Regions from separate parts of the Zea mays genome. Here region 1 is linked to region 2. Evidence: chromatin contacts called from public Hi-C data. All regions are on one chromosome and are shown on one strand. The core of a region is the stretch at or near the end of the contact, and the rest is flanking DNA. Distances in the headings are between cores, read along the strand shown. Region 1 holds the start of LOC100382372. Region 2 holds the start of LOC100283703.

What was found. Hi-C and Micro-C count contacts between places; a contact is called where the count stands out from the background.
Region 1: a contact with region 2 is called in a Hi-C map of tassel, with 1.7 times the contacts expected there. The contact joins the promoter of LOC100382372 here to the promoter of LOC100283703 in region 2. A contact is called at or near these places in 2 of 25 Hi-C or Micro-C datasets (endosperm and tassel).

What each region holds. Positions count from the first base shown.
Region 1 is chr8:135,115,782-135,119,789 of Zm-B73-REFERENCE-NAM-5.0, reverse strand. It overlaps LOC100382372, which reads right to left and starts at 1,397. Exons shown (of 13, transcript NM_001175117.1): 1 at 1,224-1,397; 2 at 851-1,117; 3 at 661-705; 4 at 471-519; 5 at 266-375; 6 at 1-31. The coding sequence starts at 1,328.
Region 2 is chr8:134,711,769-134,716,091 of Zm-B73-REFERENCE-NAM-5.0, reverse strand. It overlaps LOC100283703, which reads left to right and starts at 2,321. Exons shown (of 3, transcript NM_001156602.2): 1 at 2,321-2,570; 2 at 2,651-3,036. The coding sequence starts at 2,412.

The DNA of each region.
Region 1 (4,008 bases), core at 148-2,647, 400 kb before region 2:
CCGCAGCTAGATCTGTTTTTGCATAAACAACCTGTAAAACCCCAACATGGATGAATTGGCAAGGTTTTATGGCTGCAAAGAGAAACAAGACAAGTAGCTCTTCCAACAAAGAGGATGCGATTGTGGAGTGGCAAAAGTGAGGAATCGCAGTGAAGCACCAAAAGGTTGATACGAAACTAGCACAGATAAAAACTGGTGAAACAGACACGTGTGCCGAAAGCAGAGGGGGATGAATGTAAAAAGTTCCCCCTTGCGGGAAAAATACCAGCGTCTGAGCAGACGGCCCATTGGTGCACCACATCTTATTCCCATTAAGGACATAGCCGCCGTCCACTTTCTCAGCTTTGCACTTCATACTGACAACATCAGAGCCAGCTGAAATTACATTTCAGCAACGCGTCAGAAGGAACCTTATCGTACTTCTGGCGAAGAACAGAACAGCAACGGAAGCGGAATGGAATGGTACTGACAGTTGGGTTCACTCATTGCCAGTGCCCCGATATGCTCCCCACTGATGAGCTTCATAGAGAAGGCAAAAATGCATGAGTATAAAACCGCCAGACATATACTAGCAGTGAGCATCTTCATCGTTCTTAAGAAAACTATGGCCCTGGCGAAACATAATGATAGAACAAAGCAAATCCGAGGAGAGCACAGCACCTTGGGCAGATACTTGAGCCTCTGCTCGGGACTGCCGTGCCGGACCTGCAACGGAGAACACATAAACAGCATTACGCTACGCATGGGTAGTAGTAATAAGTAACCGCCCAAGTGGTGTGGTTAACGCGGCGTGCGAGGGCAAAAACAAGCAGGGCGGTGGAGCAGCCACGAGTACGGGTGTACGACTCACAAGCTGGTTGATGCAGAGGTTGGAGTGCGCGCCGTAGGAGAGGCCGACGGCGCCGGAGGCCCTGGTGATCTCCTCCATGGAGATGCAGTGGTACATGTAGCCGAGGCCCATGCCGCCGTACTCCTCCGGCGCGGTGAGGCCGTGGAGGTTGAAGTCCCCCATGAGCCTCCACAGGTCCACGTCCCGCGGGAAGTGGTTGGAGGCGTCGATGGCCGCGGCGCGCGGCGCGATGTTCTCCTGCGCGAACTTGCGCACGCTCTCCTTGAACTGGCAGAGGGCGGGCCAGGAATTGGGTCGATCAGGCAACGGGCAAGGGGCAATGGCGGTTGGGCCCGCCGAGTGGAAAAGTTAGGTGAGCGAGCGCGTAACGCACCTGCTCCTGCGTGTCGTCGAAGAGGAGGGAGGACGAGGCGAAGAGCCGCGCCGCCCCGCCGCCGGGCGCGGCGCGGCGGAGGAGCGCCGGGAGCCACCGCTGCATCTTCGGGTCGGGGCGGGCCTGGTTGATCTGGTCGGTGCTCGGTGCTGGACTGGTGGTGATGGGTAAACGTAAAACTGTAGGAGTGGCGTCTAGTTCTCGTCTTCCTTCGCCTCCCGTCTCGGGAGGAGCTGTAGGCGGCGCGGCGGCGGATTGATGATGGCTGATCGCATCACGTGCTGCCCATTCTGCCGCTTTTTTCTGTGTCCCCATCCGTGGCCTGCGTGTCTGCCACGCACAGGCAGGCAGGCTTCATCTAACATAGCTGAAGACCCGATGATGCCCCACCATGCGAAATTAGAGACAACTAAAATATAATAAAATATAATGTAATATAATTGTTAGATCTAAAATCTATATATTGCAATATTCATCGTATAAATTAAATTGACTAATCAATTAGTTCTTTGTCTGAAGCATAGAGTTAAGATATAATGTCTTCGTAAAGATACATATGCCTTGAGATTTTTTATATTTATCCCTTTAAACACTTTCGAATGCACAACTCAAAACACTCATTCAGATGCGCTAGCTCTTCCTATTCCTGAAGGACTCGAACATGAGACACATATTCGACCACCACACCACCATGCAGCCATGCACAGACATGGCGCCAGATTTATTCTTAACAGCTTTCATCTAATATAATAGAGACAAAAATATTGTATAAACAGTAGAAACCATATTTCTATATATCTATATACTATACTTAAAGCACCAGTTTCAACGGTCGTCATACGTCATCTTTTTACAAATAACCCCTCACAGCTATTTTAAATTAATTCGTTGTACGCCTATAGATGGCCAAACGGCGGCCCGGCACGGGACAGACGCACGCAGGCCAGCTCGTTAGCCCGTCGGTCCATTTGATTAAATCAACGTAAAATGTTAAAAAATAGTGCATGAAGTGGGGTTTGAACCCATGCCTTGATGGGGAAGGGCGGGAGACATTGGGTGAAGTGGTCTAACCAGTAGAATATAATACTCAAATGTTTTTAATAATGAATATAAATTGTCTATATGTATATACGTTTTTTGTAAAGTAAAAAATATATAATCGTGTCGGGCCGAGGCAACAGCTCAAGCACGACACGACGTTCTTGGCTTTTGCAAGCATTAGGTCATTTCTGAGACCATATTGGCGCAATAGACTCCATGATGTTTGAGGTTGCTGAATTGGATGAAGCAACAATGATTTGTCACACTAACAGTAAAAAAGATAGATCAAAATATGGAGTGATTGCTAAAGTAAGACATCAATACAAACTGGATGTGCTCCATATAAATTATGCTGGAATTATGTCATTTTATAATCTCTGTTTGTTCGGTCACTCGTTGTGAACTCTTTTCTAATCGCTCACTTCATTGGTCGTGTTGTATCGATACATATTGGATGTAGTAAATAATAAGATCAGTTAGCTAAATAAAAAAAAATATATGGAGAGCGGAGACAGTTAATAAAAAATCTTAAATTTTTTTATTAATAATTTATATGTAAACCGTCGCAACGCACGGGCAACTGACTAGTAAAGTTAAGTTTCTAGTTTAGTGTTTGTGTGCATGCAATTTTTTCATGTGCCCCATCCGTGGTCTGTGCCCATCGGAGCTATTCGCTTCGAATTACAGCTACCGCTTAAACTGCTATGGTTGTAATTTATAAAGACAAAAACATTATACAATTAATAGAAATAGGAACATATTAAAATCAAATGAACAGGCCGTCAAGCCAATCATGCATGCCGTCACAACAGAATGGGCCGACCAGGTATTGGGCTCACCGGCCGAAAAGAGAAGCACGGAGCGTTGCGGATGGATGTGTCCCAAGAGTTGCCTGATGAGGTTTGGATTGGACTTAAGGCTGACTGCAGCGTTCCCCCTTCCCCTCCCCTATCACTGTACATGGAATAGGGGATACTGTTCACCCCTTGAAGCCGCAGCGCTCGCCACTACGCGCCCCCCTCCGCCGCGACCCTCTTCTCTCTCACGCCAGATGCAGGGCGTCACTGTGCACTCCCCCTCCACTGCTTCACGCGGAAGACTCCGCCCGCGCCACCGACCGGAACCTTCGCGGTCGTCTTCTCTCCCGTTCGAGGCGCCAACTGGTTCCGCATGAGTAGCCCTTTGTTTTACCGCATCAGAAGGTAACCCATAAGCAAGTATCCGCATCGCCGCACAAACTTTTTGTAATGGTCCTAGTCCGGGCATACCAGTTGCGTCAACTCTTTGTGTAAAGTAAATATCGTGTTGTTGAAGACCATGCAGAATGCGGAGAAACAAAGGGCTACTCATGCGGAACCTAAAAAAATGGTATTGCATAATTGTCAAAAGTTGAACAAATCATAACCTATGACAAATTTATGAAGTGCGTACCTTCTACGAAACACATGGGGTGGATACACTGGGTTAGCGCCGAAGTAGTGATGTTGGATGAGGTTTTCTCCCGCGAAATGATCTCTGTGAATGACACGGCGGGGTAAACCCGACCGTCGGCGGTGATGGCGTTGAGCCGCAATGTTGAGGGTTAGTAGGTTGACAAGCAAAAGAGTTTCGTCCTCACTATCACTCGAATCACTCGAACCAAACTCATCTTCCGTATGACTCTGAGACATACCGAACTATGGATAACTTCATTCACTCTGAAGAATGGGCGAACAATATGGAAGAGGTTGATTGAATATATATA
Region 2 (4,323 bases), core at 1,072-3,571:
CATACTCTTGAACCCTACCAAGATGCCTTCACAGTCAAACGAGGAATAATGGGATTGATCTTCACTGAAGCCCATACGTTTGGGCCTCTATGTAACACCCTATTTTTTTAAGGGACATTTAAAAAAAAATAAGTTCAATTTGATAAGTTTTGAGTGGTTTGGAATAAAAATTATAGTTATATATATATATATTCCTTTTATTATAAACCAGTTAAAATGAATCATAAGGTTAAACTAAGTGTTGCATTCATGGCATTTCATAGTGTTTCTAAGTGCAAAATGTCTTTAAACATGCTAATATATCTCATAGAAGTCTTCAATAAATATCCATATTTTTTGAGTATTTTCCTTTTTTTCATAAAGCAAAATATATTTATTTGAGACACTTAAAAATATATTTATAAGTTCTAAATAGTTTAATTGAGTTCGTTATGTGTCAAAATATTTCTAGAAAATTTCCTATAATTTTTTGGAGCCTTTAGATTTTGTTGTACATTAAAAATGAATTTCTACATTTTCTGAAATTAATGAATCTTTAAATTTGAATTTATTCTAATTTTGGATAAACTCAACCCACCCTATATATACATGCCCAGATTCTCCTAAGTGAGCACATTCTAGAACATAATAGTTTCACAATATTTTATCTGTAGCTCCCACAATCGTTCACCGAAGTTCGAAAATCTCTCCAACCCTGACGAGCAATTACTTACTATCCATTTATCTCCAAAGGCATCCCAGGTCACCGCCCACGACTTGCTCGCGAGAGCTTCATTTCCGGATTATCATTCGGATCAATGTTGCTAATCTTAAAAAAAACTCTGACTCCGGCGAACACCTTCTCTGGTGCGTCTTCCATTGTTTCGTCTTTTTTTTTTCATTTTCACTTAAGTATGGCGCAGCCCTTCTTCCTCATCGGTATCTACCCCTACTGCGACTGAGCCTCCTCTTTTTGGCTGATTCCCTCTCCTTTCTTTCTCCCCATGGCTAATATCCACTATTTTTTAAGAAAGAAGACAAATTTGATGATGACTACACCAAATCTCTTCTATTCGAATATTCGATCCTCTGTACCCGCGAACCTCTATATAGTCCCGAGCCAACCAATCAGCAGAACATGCCCACGTCATTTAATCCACTTTTTTTAATACTAAATATATGATATTTTTGGCATTACACATCTGTTTTAACATGATCAAGTCGTGTTACTTCGTATTAATATTGCCTACGCATTAGTAACATTATTTTTATATTGTCACATGTTTTCATAAATAATTAAATATTTATTTAACTTATGTTTATTAGATTAACTTTTCTAATCAAAGTTAATATAATATTTTAATCTGATACGTTTATAATTAGAATTTGTCTATAATTATTATTATAATTAGAATCTGGTACGTCTATAATCAAAGTTAATATAATATTTCAACCTCTCCAAGACGTGAAGGAAGATGCTCCTCCGCATATGGTACCTTTAACAAAAATAAAACAACGGGTAGATGCACAGGTCGTTAAAATAGTCTTGGATCAACCAGTCGTGGTTGGATACACAGTTGTAGTCGATATATCTTTGATGTTATCTTGTTCGCCTCCTCAATATGGAAGACTCAAAGGCAAACTCCACCGCCTGCTGCATTAAAGTTTGCTACATCAACCTGATCACTTCTTCTTTGATTATGTCGATGTCCGAGCTGAACGAAGACATTGCAACAACGCTTTGTTTGAATAAAATGAGGGTGAGATGAGTATGAAATGGTGGAAGAAAAAAAAATATAAGTGTGAGTTGTGTGAGTGAGCTCAAACACTCCCTCTACTTATAAGTTGATTTTTTTTAAAAAAAATCAAAACGGAGAAAACAGCGTCAACCAATAAGATCACACCATGTCATCAGTAGGTAACCAATACCGATTGGTGCTGAACAATAACAACAAACACTGTAGTACTAATCGCTAATAGTGCCATGTCAGCGGTCACGAATGACCAACGGTAGCCGCGGGCACCCGTCTTAGATTATCTCTAGTAGCTTACTTATCCTCATCTCTTATTTTAAAACTCCAACATGTAAACAAATACAAAACAATGTTTTACACGCCATATTACGATCTTATGACCATAGCCTTATAACAGTAGCAACTAGCAAGTCGGGTATAAGAAATTATAGAGAATTGAATATATTTGAACTCAAAGAGGTGAGTATCGAACCCCTCACCCCCACACATACACACCAAACACCCCACACATACACAAAAAAAGGAAAGATAAAAAATCGTAGGATAGAAGAGCATTAAAGCAAAACAACCGGCCAATTACATGTACCAACCAAAATCCAAAAACCTCGTCAGTTTGGGAACAGCGGAAAACCGGCCCCCCGCCCGCCTGCTAGGTGCTAGCAACAGCAGTCGCCGCCGATGGGGGTGGACTACTACAAGGTGCTGGGCGTCGGCCGCGGCGCCACCGACGACGAGCTCAAGAAGGCCTACCGCCGCCTAGCCATGAAGTACCATCCCGATAAGAACCCTACGCCGCAGGCCGACACCCTCTTCAAGCAGGTCTCCGAGGCCTACGACGTCCGTACACATCCCTCCCCTCGTCCTCCATTACCGTCGGGAAACCCCATCTGCTTGACCTGTTGGCTCCCCTCTCGCAGGTGCTCAGCGACCCGCAGAAGCGAGCCATCTACGACCAGTACGGCGAGGAAGGCCTCAAGGCCGGCGCGCCTCCGCCCGCCGCCTCCACGCACGGCGCCGGCGCCGGCGTCCACAGGTTCCGCTTCAACACGAGGAGCGCCGAGGAGATCTTCTCCGAGATATTCGGCGGCGGGTTTGCTGGGGCAGGCCCCCGTACCCCCGGCGGCGGCGTCCCCTCCGGGTTCCCGATGTTCGGCGGCGCTGCTGGGGCAGGGGAGGCGTCGAGCGCGGCGTCGCAGAGGAAGGCGCCGCCGATCGAGCGGCCGCTGGCTTGCACCTTGGAGGACCTGTACAAAGGGGCCACTAAGAAGATGAAGATCTCTAGGGATGTCCTTGACGCCACCGGGTGAGACCGCAGATTACTTGCCCAATTTGTTTCCTGCAGAATACAGATTGACCACATGTTCTAGCATTCTGTTCTTCTGTAAAGGAGAAAATTGGATTTTTGGGATTCCAAATAGTGTGCTTGTGCTTCGCACTTTTGCCGTTGTAACATTGACATAGCAAAAATAGGACTCAAAACATGCCGCACTTTTCAAGTGGCAAAAGTGCGAATCATATTATTTGGAGTCCCAAAAACCCAATCTTCCCTCTGAGTTTTGACTTCGATTGGCACATTGTGCTTGCACATTAGAATTTTTAGGGCAACGAAACTGAGGAGCATGAGAGGAAAGGTTAACCAGAGAGAAAAACTTGAGGGGGATAGTAGACATGACTAAAGAGGTGGAGATAAGGCAAGAACAAAAAAGTGTGGTTTAATCTGTCTTATGTCGCCTTTCTGTTATGACAGTAATTGTGTATAAGGCATACACACGCGTGCAAGCAAACAATACTCTATCATCACCACCCATGGAACATGTGCACCTAAACGCATTAAGAATTTATCAGAGGCATCTATGGTCTCATAGTGTACATACTTTGCAACTGATTTCTGCATAGTCAGGCTGGTGGGCTGAGTGCACACCGGCACTCACTCATAGGCAAATGACCACAGCTTTGCTGTCTGATTTATCATATTGGCTCAAGTCTGCATCAATCTTATTTCTCCACAACTCTCATGTACTGAATAATGGCGTCATTTCAGCTTTTGTTGCCCCTTGATACTTTCTGATTCTTTTGGGCGCTAAACAAGGTATTCTGACCTTGTCCTATGCACTTTAACCAGAGCTCTATGATGTGCTTCCCAAGGTGGCCATGCTGACTCTGTTGTTAGCTTTTAATCTTAACCATCATTCTTGATTCATATGGAGTTGGCAATATTCTTCGGATATGATATGATGGTGGCATGACGGTGCATACTGCATAATTTGTTCCACATTGGGATATCCAATTTATGTCCAGCTCAACATCTATGCTCTGTTCTTAATTCTTGCACTATGATTTTCTTGATTTTTTTTTTGAAATGAAGTGATTTGCTTGAGTTTTTTTTAAAAGGAGTGGTTATTTGAGTTAATCATGTTTTCTATCCTGTTTTTGTTTTATCCTCATGAGTATGCATTTTGGGACATTGCTAACAGGATTGCGTTTGGTGATGCTTTTCCTTGTTATTGGCTGTTCTCGTTACCTTGTCTATTTTTATTACCAACCAAAATAAATAAATAAAGAATTCATGTTGTGACCTAAAACAATTCCA